Linked DNA regions of Mus musculus: regions 2 and 3 are each linked to region 1. Evidence: chromatin contacts called from public Hi-C and Micro-C data. All regions are on one chromosome and are shown on one strand. The core of a region is the stretch at or near the end of the contact, and the rest is flanking DNA. Distances in the headings are between cores, read along the strand shown. Region 1 holds the start of Kcnh5 (potassium voltage-gated channel, subfamily H (eag-related), member 5). Region 2 overlaps Rhoj (ras homolog family member J). Region 3 holds the start of Rhoj (ras homolog family member J).

Evidence for each region. A called contact is a pair of places that touch in the nucleus more often than the background predicts.
Region 2: a Hi-C map of uterus shows a contact between it and region 1, with 2.4 times the contacts expected there. The contact joins the enhancer-like site here to the promoter of Kcnh5 in region 1. A contact is called at or near these places in 9 of 39 promoter capture datasets (the C10 cell line, the HPC-7 cell line, embryonic stem cells and 5 more), 4 of 484 Hi-C or Micro-C datasets (embryonic fibroblasts, embryonic stem cells and uterus), 4 of 115 datasets of contacts at active chromatin or transcription factors (SST interneurons, embryonic stem cells and forebrain) and 2 of 9 other capture datasets (embryonic stem cells and liver).
Region 3: a contact with region 1 is called in a Micro-C map of embryonic stem cells, with 2.6 times the contacts expected there. The contact joins the promoter of Rhoj here to the promoter of Kcnh5 in region 1. A contact is called at or near these places in 4 of 39 promoter capture datasets (the C10 cell line, the SN4741 cell line and embryonic stem cells), 1 of 15 datasets of contacts at CTCF or cohesin (the NIH/3T3 cell line), 10 of 484 Hi-C or Micro-C datasets (cerebral cortex, embryonic fibroblasts, embryonic stem cells and 5 more), 5 of 115 datasets of contacts at active chromatin or transcription factors (astrocytes, embryonic forebrain, embryonic stem cells and 2 more) and 4 of 9 other capture datasets (adipose tissue, embryonic stem cells, macrophages and 1 more).

Annotation. Positions count from the first base shown.
Region 1 is chr12:75,174,664-75,179,131 of GRCm38.p6, reverse strand. It overlaps Kcnh5 (potassium voltage-gated channel, subfamily H (eag-related), member 5), which reads left to right and starts at 1,800. Exons shown (of 11, transcript NM_172805.3): 1 at 1,800-2,676. The coding sequence starts at 2,604.
Region 2 is chr12:75,350,975-75,355,442 of GRCm38.p6, reverse strand. All of the region lies in intron 1 of Rhoj (ras homolog family member J), which reads right to left. Among named protein-coding and RNA genes, the nearest start is that of Rhoj, 45 kb to the right of the region's middle. Within about 2 kb of position 2,717, at least 37 of the 459 cell types and tissues checked have an H3K27ac peak or open chromatin away from gene starts, as enhancers often do. A contact at or near this core is called in uterus, where this site is marked.
Region 3 is chr12:75,306,296-75,310,763 of GRCm38.p6, reverse strand. Rhoj (ras homolog family member J) reads right to left here and starts at 2,451. Exons shown (of 5, transcript NM_023275.2): 1 at 1,763-2,451. The coding sequence starts at 1,940.

The DNA.
Region 1 (4,468 bases), core at 551-3,050:
TAATACACCCACAGAGAACTGATTAGGACGGGGATATTTATATTAGATAGGAAACGCTGGGAAGCTGAGACTTCAAATCAATACCCAGAGGCGAGATGTGGGCAGCTGAGGATGTGCAAAAGAACATATAGGCTGAAAATATTCCCCGTCAACGTTGATGGTAGAATTGCCCTATCATGCTACAAGTCAAGGATAGAAACCTTGCATAGAGATGCTTGTATTTTCAAGTATTATGTCTGTATATTCAGCACTCCACCAACAGCTGAGTAATCTGGGATCTTTTAGAACAGGTCATGTAAGACACAGCAGAAGGGGAAATGAAGTATGTGTTTAAAATTGGGGTTGTAGTGATGGGTCTGGTTGTGAAGTCCTTGTTATTCCTGTGGCCCAACCCGTTTTCATTTTCCCTCAGAAGGAATCTCCATGGAGCTAACTTTTGGCATGGCCACCTTTCAAATTTGTGCAGCTGCCCTGGCTCTGGGTGGGGAGCGGAAATTTTGGAGGAAAGAAAAATTACCGTAGGGTAAAACCTGGATCCTGGCTTTACATTTAACTCTCTGCCAGAGATAGATACATAGATAGGTAGGTAGGTAGGTAGGTAGGTAGGTAGGTAGGTAGGTAGATAGATAGATAGAGCGAGCAAGAGACAGACAGAGACAGAGACAGACAGAGAGACAGAGAGCTAGGGAGAGCACTTTAAAGGCCAGTGAATGGAGGAGTATTTCACTGTCACAGGCCCGTAGGTAGCAAGTAGATGCTGCTGCTCTTACTCTCAGGATGCCCTCTGTTTGACAGGCAATCATTTCCACAAAGATTACCTCGCCCTGGGTAGCTTGACCCCAGCAACCAAGATGTATCATTCAACTAACCTTTACCCTTTGCCCCCTGCCTCTCCCCCAACTCAGAGCCTTTTCTGTTCCCAGAGGGTTCTTGACTCCACAGGCCCAGGTGGAGTCTCCTAAAGGGAAGTTTAGGGTTGCCCTACGCTTGTGGCTTGGGTATCATATTTAGGCAGAGGGTTTATTACCAACAGATTGATAAACTCCATCCTCAGAGTTCTTAGCGCCCCTACTTAGGGATAAGGCCCCCAAATTTGCATGTCAAGACTTCTTAGGGGATGCTAATGCTGTAGCCTGGAGCAAAAACAGCGCCTTTCACAAAAGAAGGGGCTGCCAAGCTCTTTGGGCTCCCCCTTTCTTTTCATGTCTTCCGGTCCCTTTCTCACTTGTGGAAATTTCCCTTTCGTGTGGCTGCCCCCTGCTTTTAGACCGCTTTTTAACAGTCCCACTCCGGTCCAGGTCCTGAATGTAGAGGAGGGCGGCCTCTCCCCAGCCTTGCGCAGCTTTATTCTCTCAGCTTGTACCACTTTTCCACGCAAGCGCTGCCGGTTGCTCGCGCTCTTGTCTGAATTGTTGACTCTCTCTTTGGACTGCTAGCATCGAGCATTAAGTGAACTCTTATTTTTCTTTTTTCTTTTTTCCAAGTTTGGGTAGGGGGATCCGGTTTCCTGTTCTCCTGTACTTAGCAGCCCTGGGGTAGCTCTCCAGAGGCTGTGTCAGAGCCAACCTCCCTCCCCACCCCTCGCGCGCCAAATCCAGCCTGGGGCGCAGGGCCATTCCGGGTGCCAGCTCTGCTCTCATATTCCATCTGGCTTCTGCTCCAAATAGTGGGGTTTCTCAGGGTGTAGAAAGCTCCCGTGTGGAGGCTTCAGGCGCCAGAGCCCGGAGGGGGGCGGTAGCAGCGTCAGGTGGCTGCTCCGCGTCCCCGAGCGCCACCCAGTCACTTCCTACTCGGCGCACAGTCTGGGCTAGAGCAGGAGCCCTCTTGCATCTCAGCCCCAGGACCCGAGTCCTCCGGAGCTGCTGGGGTTTCGGACAGCGGCAGCAGGAGAAGCTGAGATGTGACCTGCTCTCCCCAGAGATTGCCATTTCCCTCTCTGGTGCCTGCCTCGCGAACAACAGCCCGCACCAGCCAGCGAGCACTTGTCTGGATCTTCCTGGAGAAAGGAGCAGCCACTAGGCGCTCGCAAAGCCTGGACAGAACTTTGGCTGCCCTGGGTAGCTGTGAAACAGCTGAGTGAGAAGGGTGGGCTAGGAGACCAAGGGAGCAGAGAGCTAAGGAATGGGGTCTTAGCCTGGGCTAGGGGTGGGGAGAGGGAAGTCGAGTTGCTCCTCGCTCTCTCCCAGAGCCCGGGCGCGGGGCAGAGGGAGAAATGCTGAGCCCGCGTCCGGGCTCCTGCCTCCCCGGCAGCATCTTCAGCAGCAGCCTCAGCATCAGCACCGGCGGGACAGCGACAGCGGGGGCGGCGCAGGCGCACTGTGCCCGGCGGAGCCTGCAGTTCCCCAGCCCCGTGTGCGGCACCGCCACAGTCTGGGCAGCGGCGGCCGGGGGAGCGCTACTACCATGAACTGCTTGGTCCTCCTTCCCAGAGCTGCTCATCCGGGTCGGGCTGGAGACACACTCAGGGGACCCCGCCGCCGCCGCCGCGCCCCCTTTTCTTTCAGCACCATCTCCACTACCTTTTCCTCCTCTTCTTCCACCTTTTCTTCCTGCTTCCCCCCCTCCCCCGCCGCGGATCCTGGCCGCTGCTTTCCAGACCCAGGATGCCGGGGGGCAAGAGAGGGCTGGTGGCTCCGCAGAACACATTTTTGGAGAACATCGTCAGGCGCTCCAGTGGTAAGGAGAGTTGCAGTTCAGAACATTCCCTACCTTCATCCCGCCCACGGCGCCCCCGTCCTGCCCATCCCATCCCTCTTCTAAGGGGGGAGGGGGTGTAGGCAGTGGTACCTGGTGGCTTAGGGTGGGTGGGGGCCGGGAAGGAGGTGGTGGAGGGACTTAAGTTGCATCTGTTTCCTAAGAGAGATGTACCCCCTCCCACCTGTCCAGACCTTAGAGTAGGAGCTAGGAAAGGGGGTGGGTAGAGCGGAGGTCCATCAAAATAGCTTTGAATTTCACTTTGATGATGAATCGCTCCTTGTCCCATCGCTCCCCAAACAAGCTGCAAGCGCTGACCAAATTCTTAGAGCCAGTTTTTGGAGGAAGCTTTCCTTTTAAGTTGGGAATGACTGGGAAAGTGGCCACTTCATCAAATTTAAGTCACTAGGATGGCTTTTGGACCCACTGTGCACAACTGAAAGTACCCTGCCTTAGGGCGAGTAGTCGGAATTGAATCCTAAACAGTCAGTGCTTGGAAAATGGGAAGGCAGTTACTCGGATCAAATTTGGTTTAAAGTTTCACGTTTTATTTGTTTTCTTCATTGCGTGTTAGTTTATAGGTTATATCTTGCCTATCGCACTTGACCAGAAGAAGGGTAAAAACAAAGCCATAGTTTCTGTACTTTCAATGCACTTGAAAAAAGATTTAAACAATACCACTCTACCTTGCTCCTGCACATGAAGGCGCCCTGCCTCTGACGTGCCTTTAAAATACCATCCATTTATGCGTGGTCGGATTATACAAATTTGATCTACTGGGTTTATGCATCTTTTAATTGTTTTAAAAACTCTTTTACATAATTTTTCAACTCCACAAGCAAACTGTATGGAGTATCATTTAAGGGTTTCTCTTCGGAACCCCTTTCTGGAGAACCATGAGAATATAATTCTGCACATGGATTTGAGTCAGAAAACAGTTGGAAGGTTCTGTGAGGGTTCTGTGATCCCTTGTTCTGTCAATCACTCATGGGAACCAAGTGTATTTGGGAGCCTTGCACAGGAGGCTCAGTGTGGGCCATGTGGCTAAGATCTTTGGCTGTGGGCTAGAGGGACACACACAAATGATAGCAGATAACTGGACACAGAGTAGTAGCTTAGACAATACCACCTCTTGGATTAGCATCTCTCTGAAAACTAGGCTTGCAGAGGCATCCTTGGAATTGGAATAACCTAAAGTGTTTTCTTTAGATGTTCACCTTGGAGTTTGGGTTGGAGCTTTGTGAATCTTTCTTTCATGTTAGTCAGTGTGTGATTCTGTGTAAGTATAGAGCTGCAGTGATACATTTGGATTTAAAAAAATAGCTTATAGTACTGCACAGTCATTTTAATCCCTGTATTATTTTTAGCTACGCTAGTGTGAGGTTCATATGCACTTTCAGGTTTTAGAACAATATAAATTAAGATAGAAGTTCATAATGGCATGAAACTTCTATATTAACCCATTGTCTTATGAATATCTTATAGAAATCTAGAATACAGGGAACATTACTTTTAAGACTATCAATTGCTGCGTGGAATTTAAAGGTTACTAGAATCAGTTATTTACAGACTTATGGCGATTTTCTTGCAAATTTCCCATCTTCTTGAGTTATTCTACTTCACGCTTTTTGTTTTTTGAGAGCAGTTTCTGAGGAAGACCTTAGAATACCAGACCCATAGACTCCCTGCCACCCTCTGAGGTGAAGAGAGACACAATGAGAAGTCCAGGATTGAAGTTTATCATTTGTAGCAGTATCAGTCCAAACTTTCTCAG
Region 2 (4,468 bases), core at 1,468-3,967, 180 kb before region 1:
GTCTCAGAGGGCAGAGAAAGGGTTCCCAGGACAAGCTAGCCATTGCTGCCAAACTATGGGTTTGGCTGAGAGGCCCTGTCTCAACCAATAAGGCAGAAAAGCAATGGAAGATCTTTTCTGTTATGAACTTCAGGCCTCTGCATTCATGAACATGTGCACCTTAGCTCCCATCCCACACAAGATATTAAAAGAAAAGAGAAGGACAGGGATATTTGTGGCCATGTGTTGTTCCTTCTGACATTAATTTAGTACACTCTTTTCCTCCCAAAGTGCGAAAATTCTCAGCCTCACATACTGGACCCTTTCAGGCTGCCAAGGTGAGTTGTGATTGGCCTAAATCTTCATGGATTTTATGGACTCTCAGATTGGTTAAGAGTTATTACATGCTCCAAGTCCTATCAGTAGAGAGAATTAATTCCAGGCCCTTCATTGAGCCACAGGGAATAGGTCCTTTTCTGATTACAAGTGAGGAGGGAGGTAGCCTTGGGAACTGGCAGAGATCATGGAGCTATGAAAAGGAGCCTGAGAATGGAGCCAGCTCAAGCATGCAGGTCTAGACCTCGTCATGGGAGCCAGAAGTCAGGCTTCACCAGCAGGTAGGGCTTTGCCTGTAGCTTTCCTGCCGTGTTCCCTTTATGGCTCCGGGATGACAATACATGCTTCTCAGATGGAGGCAGGAAAGCTGTTAGAACTAGAAGGCAGTACTGAGTTCTCCTTCGAAGAAAACACATTGTATTCAGAGCCAAACCCTCATCCCTTTTACGTCTTTGACATCTCCAAGTAACAAATGTGGAATTCCCTTCTGACTACCTTAGCATGACAAAGAGCTAAAATGGAAAAACAAAGTAAGCAGTCCGGTGGTGGTGGTGGTGGTGGTGGTGTCGATGGGAGGGAGCAGATTCTTTTCCCATAACACTAACATCTAGGGAACTCTGACTCAAAGGGAAAGGCATGTACGCCAGCAAAGTTCCAAACAAATCTCATTTCCTGGGTTGTGTAAACCTTCCATCCTATCAAATCACATCCACTTCGATGCATGTTATCAAAAGTTTGCCCAGATTTGAATTTGATTAATCACTAGATCGTGAAAGAAGCCGTGCATGTGTGGGAGATGCACGCTCAATTCATAACCGCTCAATGCTCAATACTGAAATACTCAGCCAAAGGTCCACCTCACAATTTATTAAAATGATCCTTTATTGGAGACGATGAAGAAACATTTTGTATGGGATCTAACTTATTTCTCCCATAAGAAGTAGGCAAGAAGAAGGCAAAACAGGGAAGTCCTACCAAAAGCCATGGTGGTGAATGCTATCTTGGGCATTCAGAAGAAAAATGAGACAATTTGCTTCTCCGAGCCAGAAAGACAGTTTACACTTTGCTAATACAAATGTATCAGTTTTGTCGCAGACATTTACAATGAAACATTTCATCCCCTAAGCTTATAGTTTCTTGATTTCTTTCTGCATTAAAAAACAAACAAAAGCAGACACTCATCAGAACAGGCTAATTTCTAGAGTTACAAGGAGAAACAGAAGCCAAGGGCAGAGGCTTTAATTCCCAATTTCATGCTTGGAAAACAGGTACATTAGATGGCAGATAGCCTTTATTGGAGAGGCTGCCTCAGATCTGAACCTTCAAGTGCATCATGCAGGGCACTTGTTGGCAGTCCTAGGACCTACCTCACACAGGAGTCTACAAGAGAAAACCTGTTCATGATTTCAGCCTTGCTGAAGTGTACGCAGCCTGGGATCTGGCTGCTCCGCTTTTTTGTTTTTTTTTGTTTTTTTCATAATTTTCACTTCACCCAGGAATGTCTTCTGGAAGCCCCCTGTACAATCCCAGATCTCTGCTTCCCACACCATCGCTGCATTGCCTCTTAGTTTTGTCTCTAAAGTTATAAGAGGGGAGTGGGTTGGAACCCAGTGGACGGTAGAAATGAACAGACGGGCCTATGTCCACAGAAGGCTGACTCTGAAGCCTTCTCATACAAACCTGTGAAATGGCCATGATCCAGTTGTCTGCCAAGTTTTCAAATTAGGAAGTGTTTACCCACCCATCTCTTCTCAGGGTTTACCTTCCAAGGGTGGATTTCACTAGCACATGGGAAAGCTGATTATAGTTACATAAGAAAGCCAGGGAGGGTCTCTTTGCTCCATATACTACCGTAGCAAAGTGTAACTTGGAACGTAGTGGCCACTGGAAAGCAAGGTTCAGGGGCGATGAGGAGGGAGGTGGGGTTTATAACAGTCCACAGACACATTTTGCCTATAGATTCTAAGTGCCATATGTGAATGCTTTTGTCTAGTTCCCCCACTTTCACAGTAAAAGAGAAAGGAACCCTGGGCCTTTCAGGTTTTTCCAAGAATATACTAATAGTTAAGAGGCAGAACTTCGAGGCGAACAGGTCAGGTCAGTTTGCAAAGCCTTACTACTCTATGCTTTTTACAGAGCTTCTGAAGAGCCTCTGGACAGTTACAGGCTCTCAGCTCTGCTGCTTCTTGTTAATCCTAATTTCCCCAGACACCTGGAACTTAAAATTTTAATATTTCGTTGTTGCACGTTTGCGCCTCTCACTCACGCATGAAAGTAGAGAGAAGTGAAACTGTCCGAGACTAAAAGAAAAATATTTGGAAGAGCAAGGGGAAAGGGTGTGTGGTGAGGAGGGAGGCTATGTGGGGGAAAGAGGGAAAGTCGTCCAGCAGGTGATGGGAAACAGCAGGCTCTGCCCTTCCCTGGAGCCTGGCCCAGCTCCTCAGCTCTGCCAGGAAAGAGCTCTGGGTGGGGAAGGGAAGCCCGAGCCTCTTAAACTTGGCTCTTTGAAATATTGTGGACCCTTGTGCGAGGGAGCGTCTTTGCTTTATGAGAGGATAATAAATCATCTAAGAATAACATAGTTACACGGGGAACGGACAATGAGCTGGGATTAGAATTCAAGTCTGTTTGAACTTAAAGCTTGGGCTCTAAGCCCTCCCTTCTTTTGATCTCTCTCATTACTGTAACTTCTATGAGGTCTGTCCCAAGGGCAGTTATGAATTTTCTAAACCTTTCCACTTGTGTTTATCCGTAGAAAGATGAGAGTTCTGAATTCATATGCTGGTCTACATTTAGGTTAGATCTGTACAGGCAAACAAAACCTTGTTTTCTCAAACGATTGATGGAGACCATTGTCATTTCTGAGACTCTTTTTAATGAAGGAAGTCTGTTTTGATGACTTGAGGTTTTTTATTTTTATTTTATTTTTATTTTTTTCCTGTTAGGGAGCCTGAATTGAGATGATTCAAAAGCGAGGCAGAGGCACATTAAAACAAAAGTGCCGAGCCGGTTGAAGAGGACACACACATGGCTCTTCAGAGAAAGATGGAAATGCTTCGGGCTTAGTGTTTCCAAGACGTCACTGGCTGGAAGGCGGGCCTTTGGTACTCAGCTTCTCTCACAGTCACACAGAGGTCATATACAGGACACTGTGTTAAAGATCACACTTCTGTGACTCAAAATTCAGAATTTTTTCAGTATATATGATGCTGCTTTCAGAGTGTGCAAACATGTATGTATGCACAAATAACCGTATGTTCATGGACCTAATTGGAGTTGAGTAAAATGAATTTGTAGCTCTAAACCTTTATTTGCTGAAAGCTACTTTTAAATAGTCCCATTACCTTGGATAGGTTATATGATGTGTTTTGTGTCAGTTTTCTTATTTTTTAAAAATGGAATTTGTGTGCATGTATATCTCTGTGTGAATGAGTATATGTGACTGTGTATGTGTGTGTGTGTGTATGTGTGTGCATGTGTGTGTTGAGGCCAGAGGCACTTTCTTCTATAACTCTCTAGCTTCTTGTTTGAGACAGTATCTCTCAGTGAATCTGGAGCTCACAATTTGGCTAGATTGGCAGGCTAATGACCCCCAGAGATCCTCCTGTTTCCACCTCCCCAGTGCTGGAATTACTGATCTGTACTGCGGGATCACCTTCTTCTTGTTCGTGTTCTCCTCCTCCTCCCCCCCCTCCCGCCTCCCTCTTCTCCCCCTCCTTCCTTTCCTCCTCCTCTTCTATGTGGGTTTTAGAAATGAACTCAGGCTCTCATGCTTTTGAGGTGAGCATTTCACCGACCAAGCCATCTGTCTATCTTGAAAATAGAATCTCAACCTGTTTCTGATTTTGTGTAAGTATTAATGCTAGTGTTCATGAACATCTCCAATGTAACACTTGAAATTTCATAAATGTTCAAAAGGGGCAGCCATTATTAATTCCCAAAATGACTAGTTTTTAAACAACCATTTCTTTAATTTGACCACATCCCTAACAGCTTCACAAGAAATGCCCCCGAGAATAGTGGTGGCAAAAATAGTCACTAAACGGAGAGGCGTCAGGAGCCACACCGTCCTTGCTTGCTGTTGTTTCAATGAACTACTTTTAAAGATGGCTCTGCCATCTTGTTTGATGTCGTTATGCTACTTGAATGGATT
Region 3 (4,468 bases), core at 1,202-3,701, 130 kb before region 1:
TGCTCTGAGTTTCGGGGCTGTGAGTTCTTGGAAGCTGAAATTATACAGTTTAGTTCCTGAAAAACTCAAGTATTAAAACTTCTTTGAGAGGTTTTGGTGCTCAACCACCAGCCAGTGTGCATATAATTGAAACATAAAGTAACCCAGTGCCAGCAAAGTCCAGCTGGTTTGACCTCTAATGTTTTTTTCCATCATAGGCTAGCTTTATTTCCAAAGATGGTTTTGTCTTTCTTCCCAACACCACTTCGATTGGCTCACCCGAAGGACGGGTATCTGGAGACATAATTTCCCAGGCACTAAGAGCCTTTCCTTTTAGTAGATTTTCGGTTCTGTCTTTGATCAGAAAGTTCCTGAAATAAAGTACTTGCCACCTTCCTGTCAAGCATGAAGAAGACACAGGAGAAATAATTTCTGCTATGATGTTTTTCAGGACCGGAATTAGAGTCCCTTCCTCAAAGCACTTTACAACATTTTTCCCCCTCAAGATAAACCTCTTTTTGTCTTTTTGTGTTCTCATTAAAAAGTTCTTCCTTGGCCAAACTCACTATGTTTTCAGAAAAGCTCAGGAATTTGGTCTTCAAATTTCTAGGTAATTTCTACAGAGTGAAAGACCTAATAGGAAATGGACGCCCTTGCCAGCTGCGAATCCCTCCCCTGTCAGCTGTGTACCACTGCTGCAAATAGGTCCACTTAAAAGGAAGGGAAGATGGGGGTGGGGGGAGCCCTCCAGAGAGGATGACAAGCGTCTGCTTCCTATGGAGGGAGGATTTCAAATGGCCACACAGCAGAGCTCCAGGCTGACTTCCTGTGAGGGCTTCCTTTAGGCTGATCCTGATCCCAAGCCAAGGTGAAGAGAGAGACATTTCCCTTCCACCAGACCCCAGAGCTCTGATAACTCAAGGGCAATCGATCGAAGTGTTCAAAAGCACTATAAAACTGAGGCCACAGTAAGTCCAAGGCAACGGGTCAGTTCACATAGGGGAAGCTTAGGGGTGGCAGCTATGTCAAGAAACAAGGCATGATGCTGACTGACATCACCACAAACCTTCAAACCCTCAAACACTAAAACTCCCCTGAAAGGATTAAGTTGTGACTACAGCATCGGGGTGATCACGGTTTAAAATACTAGATACTCAAATTTGTCTTTTCAGGACATAGTTGAAAACGATTTAATTGCATTTGAATTTTTTACTTTAAAAAACATAGCCATCTTTTACTTAATTTTCCACTTAGTATTTAAAAGCGTGGGACACTTTTCTCCTTATCTACCATCCCAGAAGAGTGAAAGTACAAAATTTAAGCCCCAAGTAATCCAGGAAAAAAAAAAAAGAAGGTTTTATTAGCTGGTTCTATTAGCCGTTTGATCATGACTAGCATGGAGTAGAAAAAGTTTAGAGAGTAGAACACTTTCCATGTGTCTAGCGGTGATTTTTTTAAAATGGAATATTTTGCAATACACTACACTTCAAAAAAAAATAATTACCGTGAAAAGTTGAAGAAAGTTTAGGCAAAAATGTTGAGAAACATTTCTGGAGGATATTTCCCCAGGATTGCACATTTGTTTCAATAGGAGAAGCATGTGAATGGATGTACAGGGTCTCCGCAGGATCCTAGCACCATTCTTGATGGAGTTACCTGGTACCTGCCAGATCCACATCAGTCTGTGACTTTCTGGCGAAAGCCAGGTCCCTCTGAACGCTAGGTAGCTGTGCCCAGAACCCCACCGCTCATCTAGACGGAGTTGGTCCCCACGCTTTCCTACCTGCGTAGTGGTCAAACACAGTGGGCACGTATTCCTCTGGGAAGGCGTCGTTGGCGTAGCTCATCAGCAAGCAGGTCTTCCCCACCGCGCCGTCCCCGACCACCACGCACTTCAGGATCCTGTTCTCCTCATGTCCATTGCAGCCGCAGCTGCTGTCGGTCCTCTCTCTGCAGCTCATGTTGGCGGCTCCCGCAGCAGCTGCTGGGGCTTCTGCAGTGCATGGAGCGGTGGCACCGGCCCCAGGCTGGAGCTCAGGCGGCCTGACTCTGGCTGGCCGGGCTCTCCCAGGCACAGCCCAGACACACTCGAGCCCCGCAGCTCACCATGCTGGAGAAGGAAGGCACTCTTGGGAGGAGGGATGAAAAGGGTCTGTCCCTTTCTCCCAATCCCAACGGAGAAGTGGAGTTGGGGGTAGAGCTGGAGTTAAGAAACTCTCATGTCCATAGACTTCCCGGGACTTCCTGGCAGTCTAGAAATATCAGCAGCCCGTGAGAATCTCACTCTACCCTCCCCATCCCCAGCCTGGCTAATGACACGGTGGGATTTGGATAACTCCTGCCCGGTTTTCCACCACACAACTAATATGGAGGAGAGAAGGGCTTTTAAACGGAGTTTCCCCCCCCTCGCTTCCTCCAGCTTGCCGAGTGTCAGGAAATCGTGGGTTTCCTGCTGCATTCCATATTAGGATCAGTGGGCCGGGGAAGGCGGCAACAATGGGGCTCTGTGCGTGTGTTTGGACTTCTGGGGAACCAGGCCAGGACACGGAGAGGGGAAAACACTAGGGGTCCTGCAGCCAGCTTAAGCTGTCAAACTTCCTGCTTTATCCCCTGCTAGCTAGCCAGGCTGCTGGCTTGTGGCTGGGAAGAAGCCAAAGAAGAAAGGATGGAACCCGGGGAGCAGTGTCTGCCGCGGAAACTAGGGAGAGGACTGAGTTTGAGAGCTTGAGGGAGCTGAGAGGACCTCATAGGGATTGCAGGCTAACATATGACGTCATCCTCCCTCCCTGACTCACCAGTTCAAATCGACAGTTTTTTTTTCCCTTAAACGAGAATCTCAAGCAATTCTTTTCCGCAACAAGGAAGGAAATCTTCCAGAGTCACACGATTTTGAAGAGGGGGGAACGTTGTGCAGGTTGTAGGTATATTATGAGTGACCAAGTTTACAAGTCTGTGTTTGAGCACAATGCTCAAATATACATTTCAGACTCCCCAAAACAACCCCAATGATTTTTTTTTAAACAGAGGAAATCAATCAGATATTGGGCTCAATCAGATATGCTGAGCTCAGGACTCACACTTTTGGAAGTGAGAGAGAGAGGCACATAGTGTGGCCTTTTGGCTTGGTTAGAGTCTCTAATGCTGTGTATGCATAGAGGCTTCTCCTTTTCTTCGAATCATCTCCCCCTGGGTAGGCCCAGCTCTCCTCAATGACACAGGCGCATAGCAGCCAGTTTGGTGCCTGAGAACGAAGCCCCATTTGATAATGGACAACGTGAACCTACAAATGATTTTGACGAATGGGTTAAAGTAAAAAAAACCCTTTGCTTTCCTATGAGATTTTGAAGATTGCAGATTATCTAAGGGCTTTGAGCGGTTTCACTGTGGCCGGGACGGGGAAAAGTCAGCTTTAGTGACTGTCAGTAACTTAGGTACCTACAACTCATGTGCATGCTGTCAAGGTACAGAGTCCACACCTCTTCTGTTTTGAATAGAGTAAAACTTGCCATGATGCTTGGTGCCCCAACATTTCTTTCCTATGAAAGAAAAACATTTCAATTAGGTATAGAGTGTATCAGGGATGTTATGTTACCATAACAATAATCCCCAAAGTTCAGAATTCGAAATAACTTTCTCTTTCTTCCTTCCTTCCTTCCTTCCTTCCTTCCTTCCTTCCTTCCTTCCTTCCTTCCTTTCGTTCTTTCTTTCTTTCTTTCTCTCTCTCTCTCTCTCTCTCTTTCTTTCTTCTTCTTCCTCCTCCTTTTCCTCTTCCCTCTTCTTTTCCTCCTTCCTTCCTTTCCTCCTCCTTTTTCTCCTCCCCTTCTCCTCCCCTCCTTCTCCTCTGCACCCTCCGTTTCCTTCTCCTCCACCTCCTTTTCCTCTTCCTCTTCCCTTTTCTCCTCCCTCCTTTTTCTCCTCCCCCTCCCCCTCCCCCCCTCCTGTGTATCTTGTATACAGCATTGTTCTTTTTATTCAGGGTTGGGGCTGATTGAACTGTCATGCACACCATGGCAGGTGAGGAAATGGACATGGAGAAACTCTGGCTCTGTTTTCTTTAGGAAGTGACCCTCTGCTAACATTCCCTGGCCAGAACAAGTTGCACGCTTATAGGGGCTCAACTGAAGGGTCAGAAGCATCATCCTACCCTGAGCTGGGAGGGAAGTACCACACACTGATGAACAGCTTGAATGACAGACAGAGATCACTTATTTGACTCTACTTGGAGTGTAAATGGATCATATGAAGCCCCGTTGTGAAGCACGTGAAGGCCCCCACAGTTGCCTGTAGTTGGTGTAATTTTATTTCCAGTTAGTCTTTCTGGGGACCGCAGGGTATGCAGGGAATTGTAATTTAGAAACTTCTGTTATACTTTTGATAGAAGGCTTTGAGGATGAAGGAGGTAGTCACACAAACCTGTGCAGGTTAAAAGGTGATTGATTGGCAGTGCAAACATCCCTTCTCCCCCAAACTTAAAAGACCCCCAAACCTG